Regions from separate parts of the Mus musculus genome. Here region 2 is linked to region 1. A link is a contact called in public promoter capture Hi-C data. All regions are on one chromosome and are shown on one strand. The core of a region is the stretch at or near the end of the contact, and the rest is flanking DNA. Distances in the headings are between cores, read along the strand shown. Region 1 has its middle 55 kb from the start of Gm32142. Region 2 overlaps Aftph (aftiphilin).

The links. Capture Hi-C pulls out chosen DNA fragments and counts their contacts.
Region 2: a contact with region 1 is called in a promoter capture Hi-C map of adipose tissue. The contact joins two enhancer-like sites. A contact is called at or near these places in 1 of 39 promoter capture datasets (cranial neural crest), 1 of 484 Hi-C or Micro-C datasets (nephron progenitors), 6 of 115 datasets of contacts at active chromatin or transcription factors (bone marrow-derived macrophages, effector CD8 T cells, embryonic stem cells and 2 more) and 3 of 9 other capture datasets (adipose tissue, liver and pancreatic islet).

What each region holds. Positions count from the first base shown.
Region 1 is chr11:20,529,656-20,537,356 of GRCm38.p6, forward strand. No RefSeq gene overlaps it. Among named protein-coding and RNA genes, the nearest start is that of Gm32142, 55 kb to the left of the region's middle. Within about 2 kb of position 2,761, at least 304 of the 459 cell types and tissues checked have an H3K27ac peak or open chromatin away from gene starts, as enhancers often do. A contact at or near this core is called in adipose tissue and bone marrow-derived macrophages, where this site is marked.
Region 2 is chr11:20,709,191-20,716,891 of GRCm38.p6, forward strand. It overlaps Aftph (aftiphilin), which reads right to left. Exons shown (of 10, transcript NM_001290545.1): 3 at 2,974-3,125; 4 at 430-556. Among named protein-coding and RNA genes, the nearest start is that of Gm46272, 28 kb to the right of the region's middle. Within about 2 kb of position 3,186, at least 21 of the 459 cell types and tissues checked have an H3K27ac peak or open chromatin away from gene starts, as enhancers often do. A contact at or near this core is called in adipose tissue and bone marrow-derived macrophages, where this site is marked.

The sequences.
Region 1 (7,701 bases), core at 1,511-4,010:
CCCACCTGGCTGCTAAAATTTTAACTATTCATTGCCTATTTGAATTTCTTTAAAATATCTTCTTATACTAACACATCTGTTTGTATGTGTTGGAGTGTGTTCATGTACCATGGTGCATGTGTTAAGATCACAGGAAAACTTGTCAAAGCCTGTTGTCCCTCAGATTTAGTGATTGAACCATTCAATGGCCTGAGTTCCAGTCTTAGTCCAGGGGCTTTTGGTTGTTATTTTTGTTTTGTTTTTTGAGACAGGATTTCCCTGTGTAGTCCTGGCTGTCCTGGAAGTCATTCTGTAGGTCAGACTGGCTTCAAACTCAGAGATCCACCTGCCTCTGCCTCCCAAGTGCTGGGACTGAAAGTGCCGACTACTGCTGCCCAGCAAATTCTCTTCTCTTAATTATTTTTAGACTTTTAAAAAATTATTTTATGTCTCAGTGTTTTGCCTATACATGCAAGCCTGGTCCTCATAGAAGTTAGAAAAGAGCATTGGGTCTCCTGGAACTAGAGTTATAACTGGTTATGAACTACCATGTGGCTGTTAAGAAGTGAACCTGGGTCCTCTGCTAGAGAAACAAGTGCTCTCCAGTTCCCAGGAGACATCTCTGATGTGTAGTTATAAGGAGGTATACACTTTGTGGTTTAGGCCATGCTACAAAGAAGCCAGTTATTCTCACAGATGGAAACAAGTGTATCAAAGATGAAAGAAGCCTGTGTCCTAACTTTAAACCTGATATGATCAAAAATTTGCTCTTAGGCCAGGCAGTGGTGTCACATGCCTTTAATCCCAGAACTCGGGAGGCGGAGGCAGGCAGATTTCTGAGTTCGAGGCCAGCCTGGTCTACAAAGTGAGTTTCAGGACAGCCAGGGCTACACAGAGAAACCCTGTCTCCAAAAAAAAAAAAAAAACAAAAACAAAAACAAAAACAAAACAAAAATAAAATTAAAAAAAAAAAGAAGAGAAGAGAAAAGAAAAGCTCTAGGGCCTGGGGAGGTGGCTCAGTGGTTCAGAGCATTTGTCGATTTTGTAGTGGACCTGGGTTGAATTCCCAAAATGCACAGGGTGAGTCACAGCAATTGATAACTTTAGTTTCAGGGGATCCAATGACCTCTTCTGACATCTGAGGGCACTGAGCACAAATTGGCACACATATATACACACAGGCAAAACATTCACACATAAAATAAAATGGACGAATCGAATCTAAAACAACGTCCCAGGTCTCACAGACATGCAGACCTGAGTTTAACTATAAAAAACCTCAGAAACTATATAAACCCAGGCAAGCTATCAGAGGTCTTTAATCACAGACTTATCCTACGATAAGCCCCCCCAGAAACTTGGCTGATGCAGGGATAACCTGGTATATGCAGGCATGAACACCAAAGAGCCCCTATTTCAAACAAGGCGGAAGGTAGAGACTGACACAGACGTTGTTCTCTGGCATGTGTGTGTCCACACTCACACAGATGAATCCCCACATACACGTGTATGCACACAAATAAACAGGGTCAGAATTTAGCTTAGTGTTAGCGAGTACTTGCCTAGAAAAGCACAATGACCCGGCTTCGGTTCTCAATTCCAGGGGGAGCATGAGAAAGAAAAAAAAAAAGATTAAAATGTAATGAAAAAATTAAAAACCAAGAAAAATTTTGTTTTGTTTTAAAACAAATAAAGATATTAAAATCTTAACATAAAGATATGCTCCCCTACCCCGCCCCCAAGCCAGGTGGTGCAACACTGAGGAGCAGAGGCAGGCAGAACTCTGAGTTCATTAGAGTCTTGAAAAAACCAAACCAAACCAACCAGACCAAAAAAAAAGTGCCCCTATCCCTGGCTTTTCTTGCACATTCGCTTTTTTATTGTAGGCAAATACACCAGACAGTCCAGCTGACTGGATCTGAGAATAACCCTTGCAAATGGAATTCAGCATCCTTTACAGGGGCAAAATGCTATAAAAATCTTTGGTTGTTTCCAGAAGTCCTTGAGTTCTTCAGGACTTAGGACAGAAGAAAGAAAAGGCAATGCAGATGTGCTTAGCTGTAATAGAAAAATATAAGGAATTGGATAAGTGAAGAGATAAAAATAAAACCAATACGTGGAAACAGGCAAGGGGACCCCAAAGTTATCAGTGAGAATGGAGGAAGAACCACAGGGTGGAGGGAGGAGGGGAGAAAGAGATGGTGTGCCATGGTGTGTGTGTGTGTGTGTGTGTGTGTGTGTGAGAGAGAGAGAGAGAGAGAGAGAGAGAGAGAGAAACTAAGACAGACAAAGACAGAATGGGGGCAGGAAGAGAGACTAAGTTTCAGGAATAGGCAGAGTGAAGAGAGGTGCCTGGGTGGGGGAATCCCAGAAGAGGCCATTTTCAAAAATTCCAGTGGAAATTCCAACAGCCACGCTACAAACACACACAGACCGTGTAATGCACTGTGGCATGTATTCTGTCGAGGCTAGAGGGAATTCTTCCGACCAGAGCAGAGAGATTGTACGTTTCACAGATCTCAATTGCTCGGTAGAGACTTAGACTCGCGAGGAACCCAGACGTTCGTGTCCTTTGCGGCTCCAGACCTTTGGGTTATTGTTCTTCCTTCTTTGCCCCGCTGAGTAGGATCGCGTGGGGGCTGCCTGTGCTTCGCTTGTGAGTCTGAAGAGGCTCTGCGTGCGTGGTCCGTGCCCCTTTTGCTGTGCCCTTTCAGACACTCTAGCTCTGCAGCTCGAGCCCCGCCTGCCCACGCCCCCTGCAACCCGCCCTCCCTTCTGCCCACACCCCCTGTAGCCCGCCCTACTTCTGACTACGCCCCCTGCAGCCCACGTCCCTCCTACCCACGACCCCTGCAGCCCGCGCTCCTCCTACCGACGACTTCTGCAGCCCGCTCCCCCCCACCCCCCGCCCCAATCCCGGCCCAGGTCCTCTATAGCCAGCGCCCCCTGAAGCTCTCACCTCTCCTGCCCACGTCCCCTGTAGCCGCACCCCTCCTGTCCACCACCCCCCCTTCAGCTGGAGCCCCTTGCCCGCTTGAGAGGAGCAGAGCTTGCTACTCCGTGACTTCCCTGGGCTCTTGAGCTGCAGGAGGGACCCTGTGACGCATCCTCCTGGCATTAGAACACATCACCTTCTATTTATAGCCACTCCTCCGACCGCAAACCTTTTGGCTTCCTCATCGTGCATGAAAATTCTCATCAAGAACCAAAGATTCCAACCTTCAGCAGCTAGGAATCCTATGCTACCCGTTCTTCTAGTTCCAAGTAGAAACGCTGCAGGTCTAATGGTTTCTCTGGCGCAGGGAATCCCTAATCTTCTAAAGCTTTAAACTTTCGCGACTTTATTTTTGCATACGTTCAAAACATTTCTAGTGAATTTGATCGGTCTCTTGCAAGTTCATGAAATATTCTCTAAGAATTTAATCAAGCCAAGCAAGCACTAAACTGGCTGAATTTTGGGGAAAGATGTTTCTAGGTGGTTTTCTGAATCTGCTAAAATCTAACAGTTCTAAATGTAACATATATTTGGAAGAAGGGACACTGTTATATATTTCAAACAAACGGAAAGATTTTACTTTTATTTTTAATTGTGGCTTTTAGATACTGATTTTATACTTTTATATGTTCATTATTCATGTAATTATACGTGGTTATAACTAATTCTTACCTAGTCACATTGAAGTTTGCAGTAACTGGGACCGAATTTTTAAGGCTGTAATTTATTTCTCATAATTCTGCTGTTTCCCCCATCAATCTAAAGAGGAAGCCTGACCATTGACTTGGCTTCTACTCAGTTTCACTTTCTCAACAGCAGGAATTCCAGAGTAGATGGCCCTTTAGATTTAAGAAAGAGGGCTGGATAAACATACCTAGTTATGGATTTATTTTTAAAAAGCCTAGCAAACCACAGCTTAATCCGTACAAAGGTAGATCTGTGACCTCAAAACACAAGCAGAAAAGTGTACAATGAGCCGTTCTTGCTAACACATAGGCTATGAAAGTCTTGCAGCTATGGAGCAGTTTCACTGTGGACAGTACCATTTAAGGACTTTAAAAAGACCACCACAACAACTGTTACATGCATTATAAAACAACCTTTTAATGACATGACCTTGTTAGGGACAATCTGGTAATATCTATCACATTTTAGAATGTGCATATGGAGGGACAGTTAAGAGCACTGGTTGCTCTTGCAGAGGACCCTAGTTCAGTTTTCAGCACCCTACATGGCGGCCCACAACCATCTATAACTCCAGTTCAACCTGATACTCTCTTCTGGTTTCCCCAGGTACTGGGCATGCATGCAGTGAACACACACACACACACACACACACACACACACACACAAACGCATACACATGAAAAAAAAATTAAGTTTTTTAAAAAGTACATATTCACGGAGCAGCAATTCCACTACAGATTTCCTAAGCAGAGCACATGTGAAATCATATCTGTTGCAATGCTTACCCTAGGAACCGACTAGAAGCAATACAAATGTTCTATACCACGGCACATCCAAATTAGGATTTGTTTTGTAGGCCTGAAGAGTAAAACCACTCCTTTAGTACTGACATGGAAGTGACTCCAAAATACAGCAGTAAGAAAAGTACAAAAACTGCTTGATGCAGACACATCTGTGGTTTCAGGTAATCCAGAGGCAGAGGCAAGAGGAACACTAGAGCCCAGTGATTCCAGTCTAGCTTGGTCAACACATTAAACTCTGGGGGGAAAGAGAGAGAGAGAGGAAGAGAGAGGGAGAGAAGGAGAAGGGGGGAGAGAAAGAGAGAAAGAGAGAGAGGGAGAGAGGGAGAGAGAGAAAGAGAGAGAGAGGGAGGGAGAGAGAGAGAGAAAGAGAAAGAAAGAGAAAGAGAAAGAAAGAAAGGAAGAAAGAAAGAAAGAAAGAAAGAAAGAAAGAAAGAAAGAAAGAAAGAAAGAAAGAGAGAGAGAGAAAGAGAGGAGATTTGTTGGATGTTTGTGTTTGGTTGGTTGGTTTGATTTTTTTTAAGACAGGTTTTCTCTGTGTAGCTTTGGCTATCCTGTAATTTGCTCTGTAGCCCAGGCTGGCCTCAGCTCTTACAAATGCTGGGGCTAAAGCACCACCACCACCCCCAGCATTGTTTGTTGTTGTCATTTTGTTTTTTGTTTTTTTTTCTTTTTTTAAAAAAAGATTTATTTATTTTATGTATATGAGTACATATACATAGCTGTACTGATGCTTGTGAGCCACCATGTGATTGCAGGGAATGAAGGTTGCTCGCTCTGGTCGCCCCCGCTGGCTCCGACCTAAAGATTGATTTATTATATCTAAGTACACTGTAGCTGTCCTCAGACACTCCAAAAGAGGGCATCAGATCTTATTCTGGATGGTTGTGAGCCACCATGTGGTTGCTGGGATTTGAACTGAGGACCTTCGGAAGAGCACTCAGTACTCTTAACCGCTGAGCCATCTCTCCAGCCCTGTTTTTTAATGAAGAGTTTAAGGCTACCTTGGAGTGTATGAAGAAACCCCATCTTACATATTCACAAAGAACAAAAACAATATGCAGTACTATTATTTACATTGGAAAGATAAACACTCATGTATATGTTAACTTCAATATACTTCATGTACATGAAGCTAGCTGAAGGGTTTGCCTCCTGGTAGGAAACTGAGAGGAAGGGAATGGGGTTGGGAGAGAAACTTACTTTCTATTATCTGTCCTTTTCTATTTCTGAAATGTTTCACAAGCATCTGTTGAAATTTAAGCTAAAAGTACTTTATACTTTCTTTCCAAATCTACCCAAGTATGCTAGGTCCTCTCTTTAGCTTATAAACGTGTTAATCTTTAGAGGCAAATCTTTGGATTGGTCTTTTTCTAGACTGTGAAGCCCTCGGAACACACTGCAGATATGCAGTGTGTGCATTCTGAGCTGCCATTTTGGATAAGTTTATTGTGAAACCACAGAGAGCCACAGTCCCCTCCTCAGTGTTCTTTACCTAGCTGCCCCACCCTGAACCTCCGTAGAAGCGCTATGCGGAGAGGTTGCTAGAACTGTGTCATGAGCACAGTTGAAAGACAGAGCTGTGTGCATGTCCCCTCTTTATACCATGGTGTGTTGTGGATGGGATAACGACAGACTGACATCCATTATAAAATAACTAATTGAGACTTTTAGCTCATCCATTTTACATTGCTGCACACTTAAAAGAATGGATGATTAGTCAAGTTTAAAGAGGTTGATACATATCTGTGGACAAACAAATGTTTTGGGTCCACTTGTATATGAGTAATTTGCATATAGCATTTTCCCAGAGACTGCAGAAAAAAAAAACCCAGTTCAAAATTATTATTGGAACCTGTAGAGGTTTAAAACAGTCTCTTTGGTCTTAAGTTGTTTGAGTCATTGGTTAAAGCTACCTCCTTCTGTATCCATTTTCCCAAAGACCAATGCACTTAGATCTTGTGGTTTGGGGAAAGCAGAAATGGCAGTGGGCAGTCTCACCCCATAACTTAAACAACTTGAGACCCAGGAGATACTTGGCTCTGCTTTTCTTCTTCAGCATCCTGGCCTGGAGGAAATGGCCCCAGGAGCTAGAAAAGCAGGCTGGGCTCCTTTGACTATTACCCCTGCCAGCTACTTTCTCTAGCTCTATAGTGCACGGCTAGCCCTGCTACCCTCTCCTGTTTCTGTGTCTGCACAGTCAGTGGCTCCTGCGATGCTGCCTGTCTCAGAGAAACCATGTTAAGGTTAGATGTACTCTCGCCAACTGCTTAAGAGCAACGAGGTTAAGTTTTGTGAATGGTGAATTTGAGCGTTTTCTGAGGAAGAACCACTATTATAGCCTATCTGCAAAACCTCAGGATACAGGGGTTGAAGAAGCCTTATTTCACAACTGTCCTAACATATATAAGCCTATGTCTCATTGTGCATAACAAGGAGTATATAAAGGCAAGGTATGTATTTTAACATTGTAACATGATACCCATGTGTCTACCACCCATTTTAATAAATAGAGCACTACCAGCCCCAAGAAATCCCTGTAATAACCATTTTTAAAATGCCTCTTTTGGTTTTATGTCCAGAAGTTTATTTTCCTGATTTTTTTTATTGTTTTATTCTTTTTTAAATGGGGATGGAATCCAGGCTTCTTCCTTGCAGATAAAGCCTCTATCACTTGCTTCTTTTCATTTTTGCTCTTACTTGTCTGTCTCTTTTGCATGTACATGCACATTCACCCATGTGCACATGCATGAGAGGCCAGGGGTCAGCCTCAGCTAAGGAGCCCCTTCCTGTTCTTTTCTTTTTGAGATAGGGCATCTCACAGCCTAGAACTCACCATGTAGGCTAAGCTGGCTGGCCAGCAATCCCTAGGGATCTACCTCTGCCTAGCTCAGCGGCACTGGGTTTGATAAGTCAGTGCCACTCTGCCTACTTTGTTTTCTTTTTTCTTTGTTTTTTGTTTTTAACTGGGGGTCAATTTCAGGTACCTGAGCTTGCAAGGTAAGCACTTTAGCAGCCAGCACCTTAGTAACTGAACTATCCTCCTCCCCGCTCCCTGATTACTTAAAAACAAAAACTTTATCTACCTGTCTGTCTGTCTGTCTGTCTATCTATCTATCTATCTATCTATCTATCTATCTACCTACCCATCCATCTATCTATTTACTTGTTTTTGTGTATATGTGTACAGGCAAAGGCTTGCATGCAACATGGCATGCATGTGGAGGTTACAGGAAACTT
Region 2 (7,701 bases), core at 1,936-4,435, 180 kb after region 1:
TTTTATGGTTGGAGGTCACCACATGAGGAACTGTATTAAAGGGTTGCAGCATTAGGAAGGTTGAGAACCACTAACTTCAGAGGAACATTATGATGTCTTTTTGGTTTGGTTTGGTTTGGTTTGGTCTGGTTTTTTCGAGACAGGGTTTCTCTGTGTAGCCCTGGCTGTCCTGGAACTCACTTTGTAGACCAGGCTGGCCTTGAACTCAGAAATCCGCCTGCCTTTGCCTGGAGAGGGCTGGGATTAAAGGTATGTGCCACCACCGCCCAGCTCATTATGATGTCTTATAATTGCCTAATCAAAACAAGTTAGCGTTTAAGCCAATCCTTTCTCTGTAGAGCTAGATAATCACAGCGTAAACAGGAAAATAGTAAATTTAAAAACCATACAGGTTTATTAAAGAATTTTTCAAGATTCTAACAAACTCACAATGTTTCGAGTGTCTATTCCCAAGGAGCACAAAAGCTTCTTGTTGCTATGTGAGCCACCCCACTGGTACCGCAAACCATGTGCATCATGGATGTCCTGCAGTTCGGTCCATACACCCCTCAACTCACTGTAAAGGCCACAAAGAAGACAACAGGTTACTCCAGCCCCTTCCCCGTAAACTTAACCTTCAGTACACTGATGATACACTATGCACTGTAGTGAATATCATATCTAACCTATCTGTGTCAACTGTATCTCAGTGCAATCAAGAGCTAGCACTAAAGATCATTAGAAAGGTAAGCTAAATTTATATGAAGGGATACAGTCCAGGAACTAGCCTGCTTTAAAAAAAAAAGATTATTTATTTTATATGTCTAGTGTTTTGTCTGCATGTGGGTATGTATATGTACCACATATGCGCCCCAAACCTTCAAAGGTTAGAAGAGGGTATAAGATGCCCTGAACCTGGTCAGCTGTGAGCTAGTGTTTTGGTTCTGGGAACTGAACTTAGGCCCTTTGCAAGAGCAGTAGGTGCTCTTAACTGTTGAGCTGTCTCTCCAGCTTGTTCTTTTTTTTTTTTTTTAATTGTAAAAACAAACAACAAACCCCAACATTTAAGGGCTGGGGCTATAGCTTATTGGCTGAGTTCTGCCTTGCAAATCCCTGGGTTCCATCCCCAGCACTTAGTAACTTGGCATGGTGGTGCAGGTCACGATCCCAGGACTAGGGAGAAGGAGGATCAGAAGTTCAAACTCAGCCTTGGCTACACAGTAAGTTCCATGTTAGCCTGTTATACATGAGACATTATTTCAAAAAATTAACATTTAAAAGAAAAAAATCACTCGGCATCCACCATTTTAATTTACTAGAGTTACTCAATATTTGGGTGTTTATTATTTTTGTGGTGTGAAACAGGTCTCACTATGTAGCTCAGGTGGGCTACAACCTACAGCTCTCAATAAGATATCTTTTACCATTTGGTTAAATATTATTAGGCTGGCAGTGACCATCTTTTAGTATTTTATTGTGTATATGATTGTATGGCATATTATTTCCTTAGGCTAAATCTCTTGGAAAGGAATTTGTACACCTTGTTCCCTCACCCCTCCCCATCCCCTTTTCCTTAGAAATCCCTAGACAAGAAGAAAAAGAACAAAACCCAATCTCAATCTTGAATGGAATCAAGACAAGTGGACACCTGTACAAGAAATGCTGCACCATAAGGAGAAACTAGCAAGTTACATGTGACTTAGTTAATGGAAGAGAGGAGACACTGGAGAAGGAAAGGATACTTCCAGAGGCAAGAATGAGAAATTATAAAAAGACTGGCCAGAAATGGAATGACTTCAAAATCAAATAATTTGCAGGAACCTAGGAAAGGGACAGAGGCCTAGGCGAGACAGCAGTTGTAAAGGCAAAACAATAAAGAAGGGTTTGCTTCTGAGGAACAAGCTACCAGTGGAATGCATGGAAAGACTCACATCTAGGCAGTTCACTGTAAAACTTCAGATCAGTAACAACAGCGTATACATCTGTATTAACAGAACATAGTAAACGCGCCATGTGCCTGGGAAGCCCTGAGGCGACAGTTATAGAGAGGCCTGGGCTGAGCCACTCTGAAACTTCGAGGGTGAGGAGGGATGACAGCCTGCTAAGTAAAATCTCGTCAAGTAAAACTGTGTAAATAGCTCTTAGGGGCAGAGAAAGATGTAGAAAATAAGACAGAGACTACGTGAAGTGCTCGGGAGCAGAAGGGTGTCAGGTTTCAGACTGGTTTAGAGTCTGGAATATCTATATAGACTTTATCAGTTGGGCATCTGAAATGCTCCAAAATTATAAACTTTTTAAATATAATGTCAATGTTCAAAAATGTGTAGATTAAAAAAGTCAACCCCTTCCTTTTTCAGTGGCGGAAATTAAACCTGGGGCCTTGCACAAGCATATCAGCAGGTAATCTACAACTGCTCTACACCTCTACACAGCTCCCACAAGTGTTACATGTCATAGCACTCCAAAGAATGGATTTCCAAATTAGGGATGCTCATCTTGCATAAGGTTTAGGAAGACACTGTATAAAAGAAAACAAGTGTGCATTTAGCATTTATACAGTTAAAAGGAAAATACAAGATTTAAACATTTTATCAGAAGGTGAGATATGTGTATATGGAGCTGGTGAGAAAAGCAGGTCTACACTGTCAGTTAAGCCAAGTGTGTGACACACGTGTAATCTCAGCACTTGGGGGCTCTTGAGTTTGAGTGCAGCCTGGGTTATATAGTCAGATAGTCAGCACAGTCTGAATACACCCCAAATTGTTTATCACACTAGGTAGTGCAGAGGTGACATAACAGGCTGATTCAAATGTTGATTTAAAGACATCAAAAGAAACATCTCAGAAGTAGAGAAACAGCGATTTCCCCCTTAAGTCTTTTTACACGATTAGGTCAATAATTATAGTATTTTAAAACAATGCTGTTCAGATAGCTTTACAAATTATAACAACTAAAACTAACAGTCACAGTTCTCTAAGAACAGTTTCTACTTACCCACGGTCAGCTAAGGCCTCTCTTGTTTTTGCTGGCGAGCTGTGTGTCTCCAGCAAGTGCTTCAGGGAAGAAACCTCCTCTTCCACATCAGGGACAAACACAGACGGAAAACAGGCTTCGAAAATTCTCTCCAACCGGTTGAGTAAAGCTGTCTGAATCAACCCCCAAAAAGTTCACTTTCATTTCTTCAGTTTTAATGATGACTCAGTTTTAATGATCTCACCCCCCCGCCCCCCCCCACCACACAGAAGGAAATCACTACTCAAGTACAGAAAATAGTGTCAACAACTCCACTAATTGATTAAGTAATCATGTTGTTGCTGCAGCAGGTGGCAAGGCCCCACTGGCGCTTTCTATGTCGTGTCTTAGTCTGTCACACAGTTCTACAGAGGAAAAGCCATTACTCTGTCGTCTAGTAAAGACAGTAACTTCCAAGTCTAAAAAATCTTCCAAAAGCCAAACAAACCAATACCCCCCCAAAACAAACAAAAAACCCCCAAAAATAAAAACAGAGCCCAACAATAAAAACCCCAGGCACCATTTATCTTCTCCATTACCCACAGCACAGCGAGCACTGAACGGTGCATGTAGGCTACCATGGCTAATAAGAATTACTTTTCTTGACATAAACCCTTAATTATGAAAGCCTTTTTGAAATTCCACTGCTGCAACAAATGAAGAACACAGTAAGAAAGAGGGTCTCAATTACAAAAAAACCCAAAAAACCAAAAAACCAATTGGGGGACTGAAGTCATTAAGAGCACTTGCTGCTCTTCCAGAGGCCGGGGTTCAGTCCCCACAAGTCCAGCTCTGGGCTTCTTGGGCACCTGTACTGACACGCACACACCTTACATTTTTACATGTATTTATCCCCTGTGTAGTAATGGTGGGTATGCTGTGGTGGGAAGCTGGAGGTGAGAGGCCGACTGTTGGGAGATGGGTCCCAGGAATTAACCTGAGCTCTTCTGGCTTGGCAGCAAGCACTTCTACCCACAAAGCCATCCTGCTGGCCTGAGCATCTCAATTTTTACTAATAAGAAATTCACCAGCTCTTCATCATTTTGACGTTCTATATTATCTTTAATAAATAAATCTCATTTCTCTACTTACCTTGAGGTAAAACCTACATATTTACTAGAGTATTTTTCACCATAAAATAAACAGATGAATTTACTTGGCATTTTGAGTATTTTTTATTATTAATTCAAACTTCTTGGATTTCAAATAATGATTTTTGGGGGGATATCACTGTATTTATTAAATATGTGCAACCTTACTCCCATTGTCCTAATTGTTTTCATATACATGTAAGATATTTTAAAACTGAGTACAATTTATTGTTTAAACATTAAGTAGAAATACAAACTGTTATAAATTAAAGCCTATTGGAAGAATAAATGTACTACTAAAATTGATAACAGAAAAATACCACAATATTTATTCCTCGTAATTGACACAAACAAGCTAACAGTTGATTTCTCCTCTGAAGTAGTCAGTAAGTGAAAGAAGAAACACAAAGGCATAATTTCCATAATCACATTTTCCAAACCCAAATTTCCCTTTTGGAAGCTGCACTAGAGCAAGCCATCATCACATTATAATTAGTCTCAAGGTACTCCTTTGCTATCTCTGCCAAAGTTCTCTGACACCCTCATTATATTCACGGGAGATGAGAAAAAGTCTCACTTTCAATTATGAGCCCTAAAGCAAAGGGTAGGTAGACTTCGGATCCCCAGGCTCTTGAAACTTGAGTGTGTCAAGGGGACCCAGCACTGACTGACTTCAAGGGGAAGGAAGGGACAGCCATGACTTTGAAGGAGATCAGATAACTATCTAATTGGAAACCTGATGAGCACTGCCCTCCTGGGCAAGGAAGGTAAATAAAAACTCACCTAGGACCACATTTTATTTACCTGAAAAGTAAATCTTTACTGTTACCATCTTTATTATCTTCTTAAAGTGAAGGGAGAAAAAACTCAACCTGTTACCAGAAGAAAACAGGAATCCTAAATACAACTGGCTAAGCAGTACTATACATAACACAGGTTTTAGGCATACTAGTGTTACCATGAACAAGTGCTCAAATGACTGCAGTGTATTTGAGAGAAGGAAATTCCATTAGCCTAATTACTTCAGGGTTTTTTTTTTCCCCTTCGAGACAGGGTTTCTCCGTGTAGCTCTGGCTGTCCTGGAACTCACTCTGTAGACCAGGCTGGCCTTGAACTCAAGAAATCCACCTGCCTCTGCCTCCCAAGTGCTGGGATTAAAAGTGTGCGCCACCACTGCCCAGCTCATTTTTTGTTGTTTTTCCTTTTTCCTCAGCATTCCCCCACAAATGATAGAAGCTACATAAAAAAATTTAAAACTGAGTCTAACATATCTTTAGAATTAGACATAAAATACAGCTGCTTCCAATCTTTTGTTAAACGAGGCAACACAAGGTTTAGCAGCAACCTTTTCAACAGAGAACGGTATAGATACTTCAGGCTTTGTAGCTCATCTCTAAAAAAGCAAGTATGAGTGGGCTCTAGAAAAAACTTATGTACAAAAGCAAGAAGTAAGGGACAGATTTGTCCCCTGGGCCATTCTTTGCCAACCTCTGAACTGGAGCAATAAATAAATATCAAATAGCTAACAGCATCAGCCACAGGGAAAGAGCTTGATACAACAACAATAACAACAACAACAAAAAGAACAGCTAAGAGAATTAAAGATTTTTGATTAAATTAAATTTGATGTGACATTTATTTTATTTTTTTAAAGCGAGAGTCTCATTGTATAACTTTGCTAGTCTAGTAACCACTACGTGGAACAGGCTGAGCTTGAACTCAAGAGACACTCCCTACCTTGCCACTCTACCTCTGCCTCTGTGTGCTAGAATTAAAGGCATGTGCCACTACAGGGCTTTTACTCTTAAAATAATCTATTTCCAACTACCTATGAAACCAAGGTTGTTGTCAGTACAAAGCCACATGTCTGCAGTACTACAGTGCTGACACAATTGTGCTGACACCTACAGAGGGGGCTGCACACCAGGCACTAAGACTCAACTTCTGCAAGTATAATCTAGAGATCTCAGGGCCCACCCCACAAAATAGATGAACAAAGAGACTATTAAATACTTTTGGTACTCAGTGCCAGTCAGAAGTGGCAATTTGTATCAGTTATTCTTAGTATACAGAAGATTCACATAACAGAAATATACTAAAGAAAAAGAGTCAAAGCTAGGCCCACTGCTCACCATTGATGCTTTCTAGCCCTATTTAATATTCTAAAGCATAATAAAAATCACTTGGCTCAACCTAGTAATTCCTATCACATAGAAATGTAGCAATAAATTAAATTCAACTATTCTGTATCTTCCCCCAAGAATCAGAAGTTAGCTTTTAAGTACCCTCCCTTTATTCCGTCCCCTGACCCCCTTTTCTTGTTTTCTTTTTTCTTTTTAAATTTTTTTTATGTATTATTTTCTTTATATACATTTCAAACGCTATCCTGAAAGTTCCCTATACCCTCCCCCTACCCTGCTCCCCTACCCACCCACTCCCACTTCTTGGCCCTGGTGTTCCCCTGTACTGGGGCATATAAAGTTTGCAAGACCAAGGGGCCTCTCTTCCCAGTGATGGCCGACTAGGCCATCTTCTGCTACATATGCAGCTAGAGATACGAGCTCCGGTGGGTACTGGTTAGTTCATATTGTTGTTCCACATATAGGGTTGCAGACCCCTTTAGCTCCTTGGGTACTTTCTCTAGCTCCTCCATTGGGGGCCCTGTGTTCCATCCAATAGCTGACTGTGAGCATCCACTTCTGTGTTTGCTAGGCCCCAGCATAGCCTCACAAGAGACAGCTATATCAGGGTACTTTCAGCAAAATCTTGCTGGCGTATGTGACAGGATTTCTCTATGTATCAGTCTTGGATGTTCTGGAACATACTCTAGACCAGGCTGGCCTGGAACTCACAGAGATATGTCTGCCTCGCCTCCCAAGTGCTGAGATTAAAGGAAGTGTCTCCTCTTAAGAGAGAGAGCCTTTTGTTTAAACTCTTGTTTGAGGAGGCTACTCCTTGCATATTCTAAACTTTGGATATCAGTGGATGATTTATTTTTAGTTGTCTTTACTGTATTACAAAACACAACGTGTATGAAGCATACAGTAGATATGTTTAAAATATTTAACTTTAAAATTAATTTTTATTATTTTATGTGTATTAGCGTTTTGCTTACATGTGTGTAAGTGACCCATGTGTGTGCCTGGTGACCCCTGGGGTCAGAAAAGGGAGTTAGATATCCTGGCACTGGAGTTACAGACAGTTGTAAGCCACCACGTAGGTGCTGGGAATTGAACTTGGATCCTATGCAAGTTTAACTATGTTCCTAATTGCAGAGCCAACTCTCCAAATCATAAGAATATAACCAGTATACTCAGAAGAAAAGAAAACTACCAAAAAGAATAGCTTCATTGTGACCCGATAGATATTTTCCCCAAGAAATTGATTTTTTAAGACACTATGATCAGACACTACTTAAACCAACAAGCATTTTTTTAACCATTAAAGTTTGAGCATTAAAATGATCACATTAAAGACTAGAGACGCTGAAGTAAAACACTGAATTTGATTTACTTTAATGAGTAAAAAAGAACTTTCTTTATACTGACCTATCTATATTTCAAAGCAAAATATAACTGGTTATTACAGAACATTTATTTCTACTTCTGACTTAATGGGA